Linked DNA regions of Mus musculus: region 2 is linked to region 1. Evidence: chromatin contacts called from public promoter capture Hi-C data. All regions are on one chromosome and are shown on one strand. Each heading gives the region's core, a stretch centred on a gene start, on an enhancer-like site or on the middle of the called end of the contact. The rest is flanking DNA. Distances are from core to core; before and after follow the strand shown. Region 1 overlaps Kcnb1 (potassium voltage gated channel, Shab-related subfamily, member 1). Region 2 overlaps Kcnb1 (potassium voltage gated channel, Shab-related subfamily, member 1).

The links. Capture Hi-C pulls out chosen DNA fragments and counts their contacts.
Region 2: a contact with region 1 is called in a promoter capture Hi-C map of adipose tissue. The contact joins two enhancer-like sites. A contact is called at or near these places in 4 of 15 datasets of contacts at CTCF or cohesin (CD8 T cells, the NIH/3T3 cell line and large pre-B cells), 6 of 484 Hi-C or Micro-C datasets (the G1E-ER4 cell line, the HL-1 cell line, bone marrow-derived macrophages and 3 more), 4 of 115 datasets of contacts at active chromatin or transcription factors (embryonic stem cells and large pre-B cells) and 2 of 9 other capture datasets (adipose tissue and embryonic stem cells).

The regions. Positions count from the first base shown.
Region 1 is chr2:167,100,186-167,105,377 of GRCm38.p6, forward strand. Kcnb1 (potassium voltage gated channel, Shab-related subfamily, member 1) reads right to left here. Exons shown (of 2, transcript NM_008420.4): 2 at 1-5,192. The coding sequence ends at 4,168. Among named protein-coding and RNA genes, the nearest start is that of Gm39984, 24 kb to the left of the region's middle. Within about 2 kb of position 1,521, at least 115 of the 459 cell types and tissues checked have an H3K27ac peak or open chromatin away from gene starts, as enhancers often do. A contact at or near this core is called in adipose tissue, where this site is marked.
Region 2 is chr2:167,164,476-167,169,775 of GRCm38.p6, forward strand. All of the region lies in intron 1 of Kcnb1 (potassium voltage gated channel, Shab-related subfamily, member 1), which reads right to left. Among named protein-coding and RNA genes, the nearest start is that of Kcnb1, 22 kb to the right of the region's middle. Within about 2 kb of position 3,521, at least 23 of the 459 cell types and tissues checked have an H3K27ac peak or open chromatin away from gene starts, as enhancers often do. A contact at or near this core is called in adipose tissue, where this site is marked.

The DNA of each region.
Region 1 (5,192 bases), core at 271-2,770:
TGAGATGTGTGGACGTCCTAGGATATAGATGCTTCTAGGGCCAGAAAAATGGCAACAGGAAATGCAGAGGTAAGTCTTCTTTCCAGGTGTGGCCTGGGCTGCTTTGGGCGGCCCTGGCCTAGAGACATGAAAGTATTTGGGGGTTGTCATATAAACAATAATAGGTTAGGAAACGCCCAAGGCTAGAGTGTTCTGTTGTCCTGCTGGGGGCCTCGGAGCCCCCATCTTCCTCCTGCCAACCTGTCAGATACACATACACAAAGTCTGTCTCCAAACGAGGATGTTCTAGAAGCTTTTCTGTGTACCCATCCCCCTTTGATTCAGTGCAGGCTGTGGTTATTTTACTCGAGACAAAGTTGGCAGAGAAACAAGGAAAAGAGATCTATTTATATATCTATACCTACCTATCTATATAGAGATACCTGGCTTTAGGGACCCTTTTCTGTGATGAACTTTAAATATGTCCTTGTTCAAGGACTAGACATTCCAGCCATGACCAGAGTCAGACAAATACATAATTATAAATATTGACAATACATTACAGTTGTATAGAAGAGGATGCTGTTGCGTCTTGTTTCCTCCTTAGAGATGTGGATCTTCTCGGGAGAAGGGACAGAGACAAGGCTGCAGCTACAGAACACAGAGGAGATGAAGAGAAGGTGAGACTTGGGAGGAAAAAGAGCTCCTATTCCCAGCAACTGTCAGGGTGAGTGGAGCAGGTTAAGGGTGGCTTCCTCATTACTTTGGCGTTTCCTCTCTCCTCGATGACAAATATTCTCTCCTCCTTTACTCTCTCTCTCATCTAAATGTGCTTAAGGTAGAATACCAGAGAGAGATCTGTTGCCCCAGATCTGCTGCTTTGGAAACATCCAAAAATGAAAAGGCAAAAGAACTGGCTTGTCCTCACCTTGTCCACAGTAAGGCTTTCCCGGTGCGACAGGTGCGCACAGCAGTCCGACGCCTGGCCTTTTCTGATGACGTGGTGGATGCTGGGACTCCGATTCAGCTGGCTTTTTGATAGTCCTGTTGATTTCATAACCGGACCGGGAGATCTCCGCCTCCAGCCCCTGGAGTTATTTGGGTATCTCACTTCCTTTTGCTCTGGTTGGGTCAGGCCAGGTGGACCACCATGTTCAAGTGGCCTCTGTCCCCATCCCCTGGCTCTTGTCTTCACTGCTGAGACCCATCTGTCAGATTCATCTTCATCTTGGCAACCCAAGATTTCCCAGTGCGTGTAAACACATGTACCCGGGTCAGGTACATGCGGCCTGAGACTCTGTGTTCCTTTTTAGCCCATGGAGGGTTGGTAGAAAAATTTATAATATTCTAACTTGAGTTACACTTGTGTGGGGGAAGCTATATTCCCACAGTTCACACAAATATAAGTGAAAGGAAAAAAAAAAAAAACGCCAACAAAAACCAAAATGGAAAACTCTTCTTTTGCTTCGTCTATACTGTTTTGATGGTTGTCTCTATAGGAGTTCTGTCAGACTCTGCCTATGCAGCTAGGAAAGGTATTCTGGATTCATCATTTTCTCGGTATAATGCTACTTTAAAGTCAGACAAAACACAAGAGGGAGGGACAGCCAGGTCCTACACAAGGCAGAAAGGGCCTTTGGTTACAAGAAAAGTCGCACCAAGTGGTTCTTAAAAAAGAAAGCAATCATTTCTACACTGTACACCCGCCGTCGGCTTAACCAACCAATGAAATGCCTTGGTTTAAAGAAGGGGGGCGGTAACTTCCTTCTGGCTATTTATGGCTATGTTAAGACGTGTTTACTTCCTGATATGTAAAATAGACTATATCATCAGTAGGAGGTTTTTTTTTTTTTACAGATAGCTCTAAAAATATCTGAATCGGAAATCACAACTATTTACTTTTTATCAAAAAGCATTTGTTTGTTTCCCTGAATTTTCACATTTGTGCTGATGGGTGACTTATGAGCAACACAAAAGACAGACATGGAAGATGGTCAGCAGAAAGGTCCCACGATCATCGATCACCGGTCACACACAGGCCCCAGCGCCAGGCAGAGCTCAGCAGGGGGCCGTGGAGCCCCGCCCCCCTGCTTCCTGTCTCCAGGATGCCGCTGGTGCACGTGACCCGGCACTGTCTCAGCCCCTTTGCTCCTGTTTTGAGAAAGCTCTGAGGACGGATGGTGAGGCAGAGTCAACTTCTTATTTTCTTCATGAAAACAGCAAAATACCAAGCTGTGCCCTCTGGAGGGAGGGGGGACCCAGGTCTTTGGAGATGCTGAGAAGCGTCATGAACACTTTGTTTAAGGGTGGTGGGATGAGCCTTTAGCATCCTACCTGGGACAGGTGGCCTGACCGCAGCTATGGAAACAAGAGAAGGCAGAAGATCGTGATGTGCTACGTGTGCTGACGGGTGGATCATGCCATCGGACTGCTGGGCCGACCAGCCACACACGATACTGAGGACAGGTGACCATTATTGTCTTTGCTTCATCAGGAAGACATGCCCGTCACTGTTCTGAGGACAGGGAGGAGGACACTACAGCATTTGGGACATTACCCACTCACACTATAGTAAGAAAACCACATTGCCCTATTGTACCAGAGACAGGCTGACCAACAACATCGCCGTAACTAGAGCATTTGCGCAGACTGGTGTCACTGAGGAAGGGCCAACAATACTGTGCCACTGGGTCACAAGCAGGCGGGACGACGCCAGGTCAACGCTTGGACAGGAAGACTGACACCAGGAAGTGCACGGGAACCTCGAGGGATACACATGGGTACTTATTGCTTTTGGCTGTGCCGTCTGCCTAGATGGCCTCAGGGAGGAGCGTCGGGCTTTTGGGACAGACAGTAACATAGAACACACAATGGCCGGTTGACAAGAAAGAGCGGTACAACACCCGACACCCAACTCTTGCTGCGCCCTTCTGAGACGTTGTGTGTCTCTTGTACGCAGGCTTTAAGAGATCCCTGCCTCCGAAACCTGAGGACCTCTCCTGTCCCATGAGGGATGAGGGGTGATCCTGAGGGGTCACGGAAAAGCCCCGGACTCTGATGTGGTAACGGTAGACCCACTGTGGCCAGAAATGGGCACAAGTAATACCCCAAGTGCAGGGCCAGCTTACGGCCCAGGGGAAATAGTGCTTGTTTTAAAGTGCGAGATCTTGACACTGTCCCTGGTAGAACCTAGATTAGAAAAACATAAAGTGCTTTTTTTATTAACTTATTATTATTATTATTTTTTAGCTTGAATACTACAGGAAACAAAAAAAGAAAGAAAAAAAAAGAGAGAGAGAACTTCCTCTCATAGTAGGTGTGTTCCCTACCACACCACAGCAGAAAGTAGTCACAATTCTTCACAGGGCAGTTCAGTGAAGGATTTTTCTTTTCTTTTTTCTTTTTTTTTTCATGTAGAAAATGAAATTTATTATTTTTTTAATGTTGTTTTTCAGTCACACACAGTCTTTTTGAATAATCTATCTCGTTTGCATATTTGACGCTTATCTTTTCAGTCCGGGCTAGCCCTGTTTGGGACCCGCATTCCTGTGACAGCCCTGGCTTATATCCCCTTGGCTGCGTGCCAACTGTTGGAACCCTTTCTGGATTGCCAGGTGAGCAGAAAGGATTGAGTTTAAATTGTCAGCTCCTCCTGACAGCTTCTCAGACTAAAGCCCCAGATACCACAGAATACTGAATCATTTGAGCCGCTGCTTGTTTAAGCGTTATGCCCTAGGAGTGTGGCTGATGAAGTGGAGACTCCCTCAGGATCAAGTGTCCTCTGTACCCCTCTAACAAGAGGGGGGACACCCACTACTGCTTGGCCAGCCCACTCTCTCACTAGCAACCCCTTGCTCCAACACCTGCCTCAGCTGACGCCATGAGAGATGGCGATGACGCACTCAGAGGCAGACAGAGCCTCTAAAGGAGACTAGGAGTATGTGGCTGTCAGCTCTGCTCCTGCCATCTAAGGAAGAAGCTGTTAGGTGTGGTCCCCATCCTAGTTGGTGTCCACAGACTTGTCGTGGCTCTCAGGGTCTCTCCTGTCGCTGGGGCTCTGCGGGGGTGGGGAAAATTGTGTGTGTGTGGGGTCCTTGGGTCTCCGAGTTCACGCAGAACTCAGCGGCAGGCAGGCCAAGCATCCCTCCTCCTCGATGTCTCCTGCAAATACCCTCTGTGGTAGGGAGCTCAGATACTCTGATCCCGAGTGCTCCCGTGTGCTCCTCCCCCAGGCAGCATGTGCACATCGGGGGAGGTGTGGTTCTCCAGCTTGCATTTCTCTTGGGCCCCGGGACCTTTCCCAGGTAACCCTTCTGAGGCGTAGACACAGTTCGGCCTTAAGAACTTAGGGGAGGTGGGCAACGGGGAGCTCTCGAAGTGGTTCTTTTCTGTTCTAGCTCCAAGGCTGAACTTGGGGCTGGTACTCCCGTGGAGACTCTTGGGAGGACTGGAGTCCACGCTGTAGAGCAGCTGACCCTCGTCATCAGTGTCGGTGTCTATGTACTGGTGGACCCCCGCCTCGAAGTTGAACGCTATTGCTGTGTGTTTCTCTGGGGAGCGAGGGGGCGTCCTGGCACTTGCTGTGGTGTAGATGGAGGACTCCGGGCTCAGCACGGGCTTGTCTAAGAGGGAGGCACACTCCAGTCCGGCGACTGCAGCCGCTGCGCCTCCTCTGTTCCTAAGAGGATCGTGATACAAGCCCAGAGCCGGTAGCAGCGGGGTGGGATCGCCCTCCAGGAAGTTAACCTTGAGCGCTCGCAGCTTCATGGGGTTGTGGGTCTTCATGGAACTCCGGGGGCTCTCCACGAAGAAACCAGAGCGGCTGGCCTCGGGGATGGGGTTGGTCTCCATGAGTCTCCCGCCGCTGGCACCCAGAGCCCCCCGCCAGCCCACCTCCGGGGCTGTGCTGCCCCCAGACTTGCCGGAGAGGGATGCCAGAGGACTGTGGGAGAATCTGGTGGCTTCAGGGAAGTCCGTGGCGCAGCTGATGAAGCTGTCGATGCTAGACATGCTGCGCATGTCGATGACGCCCTCTGTGCGCGTGGGCAGAGGGGCCACGGGGCTGGGCATGCTGCCCATCTCCAGTTCTTCCTGCGGCTGGCTCTGCGGCGCCATCTCCTTGGTGTTGAGGATGGGTTGAGACTGGGTCTTGGCCATCTTGCTGTACATGTCTTGCAGCTGCTGGACGTTCAAGTGCTGCGGACTAGACGAGG
Region 2 (5,300 bases), core at 2,271-4,770, 66 kb after region 1:
GATGAACAGACACAGGGAAGCAGGTGGTCAGCGAGGAGGGGACGGAACTGGGTCTGCAGCATCCGGGACTAGAACATGACAGAGGAGCCCGTGGTACCTAATGTCTGTGAGCTTCCCTGCTGTGGATGCTTAGTGGTGTCCTGGTGTCTGTCTACTTGGGAAATGCTGTGAGCATTCACCTTACACACTGTGTCCAAACATGGGCAAATGACTTCCGGGGTCAAAGGTCAGCTAACTATAGCTGTTCAAGGAAAGGCTGCCAACTTTCCACAAAATGATCTCAATGCCGAGTGTCACTCTATGCACCTGGAATCTCGACATTTGGGAGGCTGAGGCAGGAGAATCGCCAGTTTCAGCCTGAGCTGAATTACAAGAGTCTGTCTCAAGATCCGAACGGGGAGGCAAATACAGGAAAAGAAAGGTAAAAGCACTCCAGGATTCAAACGGTTCGGTTCGTTCCATTTTAAGCGATTTTATAACAGCCCTGACTTTGCCTCTTGGCCCACAGACCTGACTGTTTACTGTGAGGCCCCTTAAGGAGCTGCTGGCAGCTCCTGGTCAGAGCTGTTAACGGGGTGGTGAGAAGGGGTCAGAGTGCAGACAGCCAGGGAGCTGGGCTCTGGTGCCTGTGTGGAGTCTGACACAGCAGGAGCAGAAAGAAGGCATGGCTCTCAGCTTTCAACCCCTGTACCTGAATTGGATGCTAAAATGGGGAGATCCCCAGCAGGGGTTGAAGTGGAGAGGTAGGGAGGGTCTCTTAGGGCATGTTATAGACCAGGCCGGTCTTGTACAAAGATAGGGAAAGGCCCAACTTCAGAGGTAGAAGGTTCATCAGACCCCAGCTTAGCCTTGGACTCCTTGCAGATCCTGGGCAAAGCATGAGGGTTCTCTGGGCCCCAGTGTTCCCTAGAAAAGACTTGCAAGGAAGGCTTCAGACCTCTGCATAGGGGTTTTTATAAGGAGCTGAAGGCATTGGAAGTGTGCTTTAAGTGTCCAGAGAACTACACGGGAAAGGTAGATCTGGAGACTCTGTGATCTTGAGAGACTCCAGTTGTCTGGGGCTTGGGACCCGCCCTTGCCTAGGGACAGAAGTCCTGTTAAGAGGCCTGTAGGTTTTTCCTGATCAAAGAGTTTCAAAGTCCCCAGAGTAAAGATGACCTGAAGGTCTCTTATGTCTGCAATACGTCCCTCACTGTGATGTTAATCTTAGTTGTCAAGTTGACTCTACCTGGGATTGACTAGAACTTCAGCAGCTTTGCACACTTGAGGGATTTTCCTGATTGGACCATTTGAGATGGGAAGTCCCACTCTAAAAAATCTGGGCCACGCCTTCTGGTGGCAGCCACCTAGAAGGACGTGGAAGAGGGAAGCATCTGCGTTTTGCCTGCTTGCCCTTGCTCTTGCTGGCGAGTTCATCTATCCTGCTGCTTAGGCGCTCCGCTCCTTCAGTGATATTAGAATCTACCTATTCCGGATTCTAACAGAAGACCAGTGCTCCTAGGAATCCTCTGGGACTCCAGCACCAGATTGTGGCAGATGAGACATCCCATCTCATGGACTGAACAATGGAGCAGCTACTAGATTCTTGACCTTTCTGAATATGAATATGAATATACCATCAACCATACTTCGGCATTCCTGCCAGGCACAGGAGCCTGCTGCCTCTTCTCTTTGGGATAAAGAGGCCATCTGTGTGTTGGAGAGGCATCTAAACCCCGCTTGCCTCCCTCTGGGGCTTATTTCCTGCAGGAAGGCAGAAAGTTTGATGAGAACGAGGAGGGTGATCCCTTCCCTGGGGATCAACTGACTGGTGTTTGCTTTGGGCAGCTAACGTGGTATGGACCACAAGGGAGACTTCTGAGAATCCTTGTCAGACCCATTTGATCTGAAGCTCAGAGGTGGGGAGGGGGCCTAGCCACTCCTATACAGGTCCTAAGATAACCTTATCAGACAGCAAGGGTGATGAGGGTCAGCACTGAGGAGTCCACTTCGGGTGTGGTGTGTGTGTGTATGTGTGTGTGTGTGTGTGTGTATGTGAGTGTGTGTGTGTGCCTGCCATGCTGACACAGGGTGTGGCAAATCGCTGAGGCTGCAGGAAGGTATTTCCCTGGGCTGATTGGGTACTGTGACAGATAGCACCCTCAATCCCTAGGGTGTTCTTTGCACCCGAGTCTTGGGAGGACCCATGTCAGTCTCCCAATCCCAGAAAAAGGTTCAGTTACAGGATGAAATTTAACTCTCACCTCTACCTTCCCCAACTGTCTGGACCCAACTCCCATTCCAAAATTACCTGGACCGGCCAGTACCTGTTCATCTGTCCACTCCAGCCAATGACTGCTGTGTGGCCTCTGGCAAGTCACTTATGAAATAAAATTCCTTATTCATCCATTTGATTTCATTAAAATAAATGAGAAAGAAGGAAAAAAAAAACAGAAGCAAACCCCATGTTGGACCCCTCCTGATTTTATAACGGCCTGAGACCCAAGGTGATCCTCTGGCCAGGTGATCCTCCGGCCCACATCCCTCCTTTGTCCTCAGCAGGCTCTGTCACCAATGTGTCCGACCAGAGCCAGTCCTCAGCTTTTGCTGAGAAAGCCAGGAAACGAAACTCTCTGCTAGCCTCCATGCTGGGACACTGTGTCAGAGGAGAACCGGCCTGTGGGCTGTAGGTTCTAGCAGTGGCCCTGGAATTAGGGCCCGGCCATTATCTTAAACGCTTGTATGTATAAATGACAGGTGCAGAGGTAAGCTCTATGTGAAATGACCAGGGGATCTGAAAACCCAGACCGTCTCTGAAGGAACAAGAGTCATTCACTCATTCATTCATTCATTGACAATACATATTTCATACGGGACAAAGTTTGGGCAGTTTCAGGGAAACTGAGTCCTCTGCCAAGGCTGTCTGTAGAGGACATGCTGCTATAGAAGGATGGGCCAGACTGGAGCCAGAGAAACCTCAAAGATCAGCTTGTGAGAAGAACCAGGAGGATCCCAGAGGAAGGGCTGGGCATGCTGCACAGAGGGTGTGGTATGGAGAGCTTAAAGGACAGGCCTGGAGAATGCCAGCCAGCAGTTCCCACCAGCCCCTTCCAGTAACAGCACCTGCCAGCTCTACACTGTCAATAGGCTTTAGAGACGATCATTCAGTGACCCTCCCTCCACGTCGAGGCAGCTCTCTCAACTGGCATCACAGGGCATGCACAGTGACCGCGGCAACCAGCAAACTACTCCACTTCCCCACCTGCCCCTGATAGTTACACTTCCTCCCACTGGGCAGCCACAAGCCTGTCACCCTTGCCTGACACCATCTTCCCTTCTCTGGATGATGGCATGGTGAGGTCCTCTGAGAGGACCCCAGCCTTTGTGCCTAGCACTGCACATGGATAAGACAACAGACTTCAGGGACTCGAGTGCAAGGTTGGGCAGGAGAAGCAGGCTTCCACCATGTGGGGCTGGTAGGAAGCAGCTGGCTAAGTGGAGACTGGGGAGTCGTCTGTGGCTTCCATTTCCTCAGGACTGCTGCCAGGAGATGATGGAGCCTTAATGGCATGCAGAGGGGGAACAGGCACACACTGGGGTAAGTGGAGAGCCGTAGCTCTTTCCACACGTGTCTGCAGAGCAGAGTTCCGACCTTGAGCCTTAGAATTCCTACTCTGGACATGAGTTCCAGCCTGGAACATCAGCTGTCTGACCTTGTCTGTTAGCTTCTATCACAGAGAACGATGCTCTGGCCATACTCCTTCAGTCCAATTATGGATCTGACGGTTCTGACCAAGGGTGACGGTGACCTTGAATCTGAATGGTCACATTCCAATACAGGACACACAGCTTTGAGCCTGAGAGCCAGGATTCCAACCCTGAACGTCAAACCGCAGCACCTTCATCTGCCTGGGGACTCTCTGGATGCCCAGACCCCTCTGCCTGAAAAGGAGCTAGTGTTTTTCCATAAGGACGGAACACTGAATGGTTGACTGACTCCTTCAAGGGGCTGGGATGTGGCTCAATAGGTTGAATCTTGCCCTGCACCCACATTTTTTAGCACCTCATAAATCAGGTGTGGTGGCTCACACCTGTAATCCCAGCACTTGAGAAATGGAAACAGGAGGATCAGGAGTTCAAGGTCACCCGCTGCTACAGCTGAAGTCTGGCTGCTGGAGATCCACTGAAGGCTGGAGACGATGGGGGAAGCAGCGGCTTACACTGCTGCGTGCCATACTGCCCTGTGCTTCATCTCCTTCTGGCCTCTTGACAGCCCGAGGACGACTTTATTACGACTTTATTACCCCCACGTTACAGAGGAAGGTCCTGAGCTTGGAGCCGGTTCAGTCGACAGCCTCAGTATCTGTGGTCAGCCTGCTTTGGCTTCTGCTGCGTCCTTCTCTTCCACATCCGATCAGAGGTGGGGTGAGGGACTCAGAAGTCATTTACCACCTAATGGGTTTAAGATCAACCCATGAATTGCCCCGACTGGTGTTTGCTTCTACCTGTGGGAGCTGACTTGGTCTGGGAAGCCGAGAGACCCATGTGGGTGGAAGTTGTTCATTTCCTAAGTGCTTACCATCCTGGCTTGTGTTGATACTAAGGCTATATAGTTAGAGCAGAGGACTGTGGCTATGGCTGAGCCGAAAAGTACCTGCCTGGAATACACCAGTGAAGGGTTAGGACCCTGGCTCACCGGTACAGAACAGCACTTGCCTAAACCCCAGAAAGGATTGGGGGTTTGGTCAGCAGTGAGAACTGGCCTAGAATCTATCAATGAGAGGCTGCACCATAGCTCAGGGGTAATGTATAGAGTATTATCCTTAACAACTCCCCAGAGAAGGACTGGGGCGTGGCTCAAAGGTAGACTTAGCATGTACAAGGCCATGAGTTCCATCCCAGCACTACAGAAACCAGTATACCATGGCACATGCCTGCCATCCCAGCGCTTGGGCTGGGGGAGAGATGGGAGGATCTGGAGTTCAAGGTTATCCTCAGCTACATAGAGAGTTAGAGGCTAGTCTGGGCTACATGAGACCCTGTCTCCAAACACCCTACACCTAAAATTGTAAGCTGTAAAGTGCCCATGGCACTCAGATGCTGGTGCGGTAGGCCCACGGTCTCTTTACTATAGTTTCCTTTTCATGTTGAACTTAGTACAGCTCATGTCACTCTCTACTGGCCAGAGCCTAGCCCGTCTCTCAAGAGTCATAGCAGGCACTTGGATCCGTTGTGGCCCACACTTGTTCCTGCCACCCACCTCTGGTGAAGCTGTGCTGACACTGGGACCCTCTCTTGCAGCCCTTCCTTCTGGCTGCTTC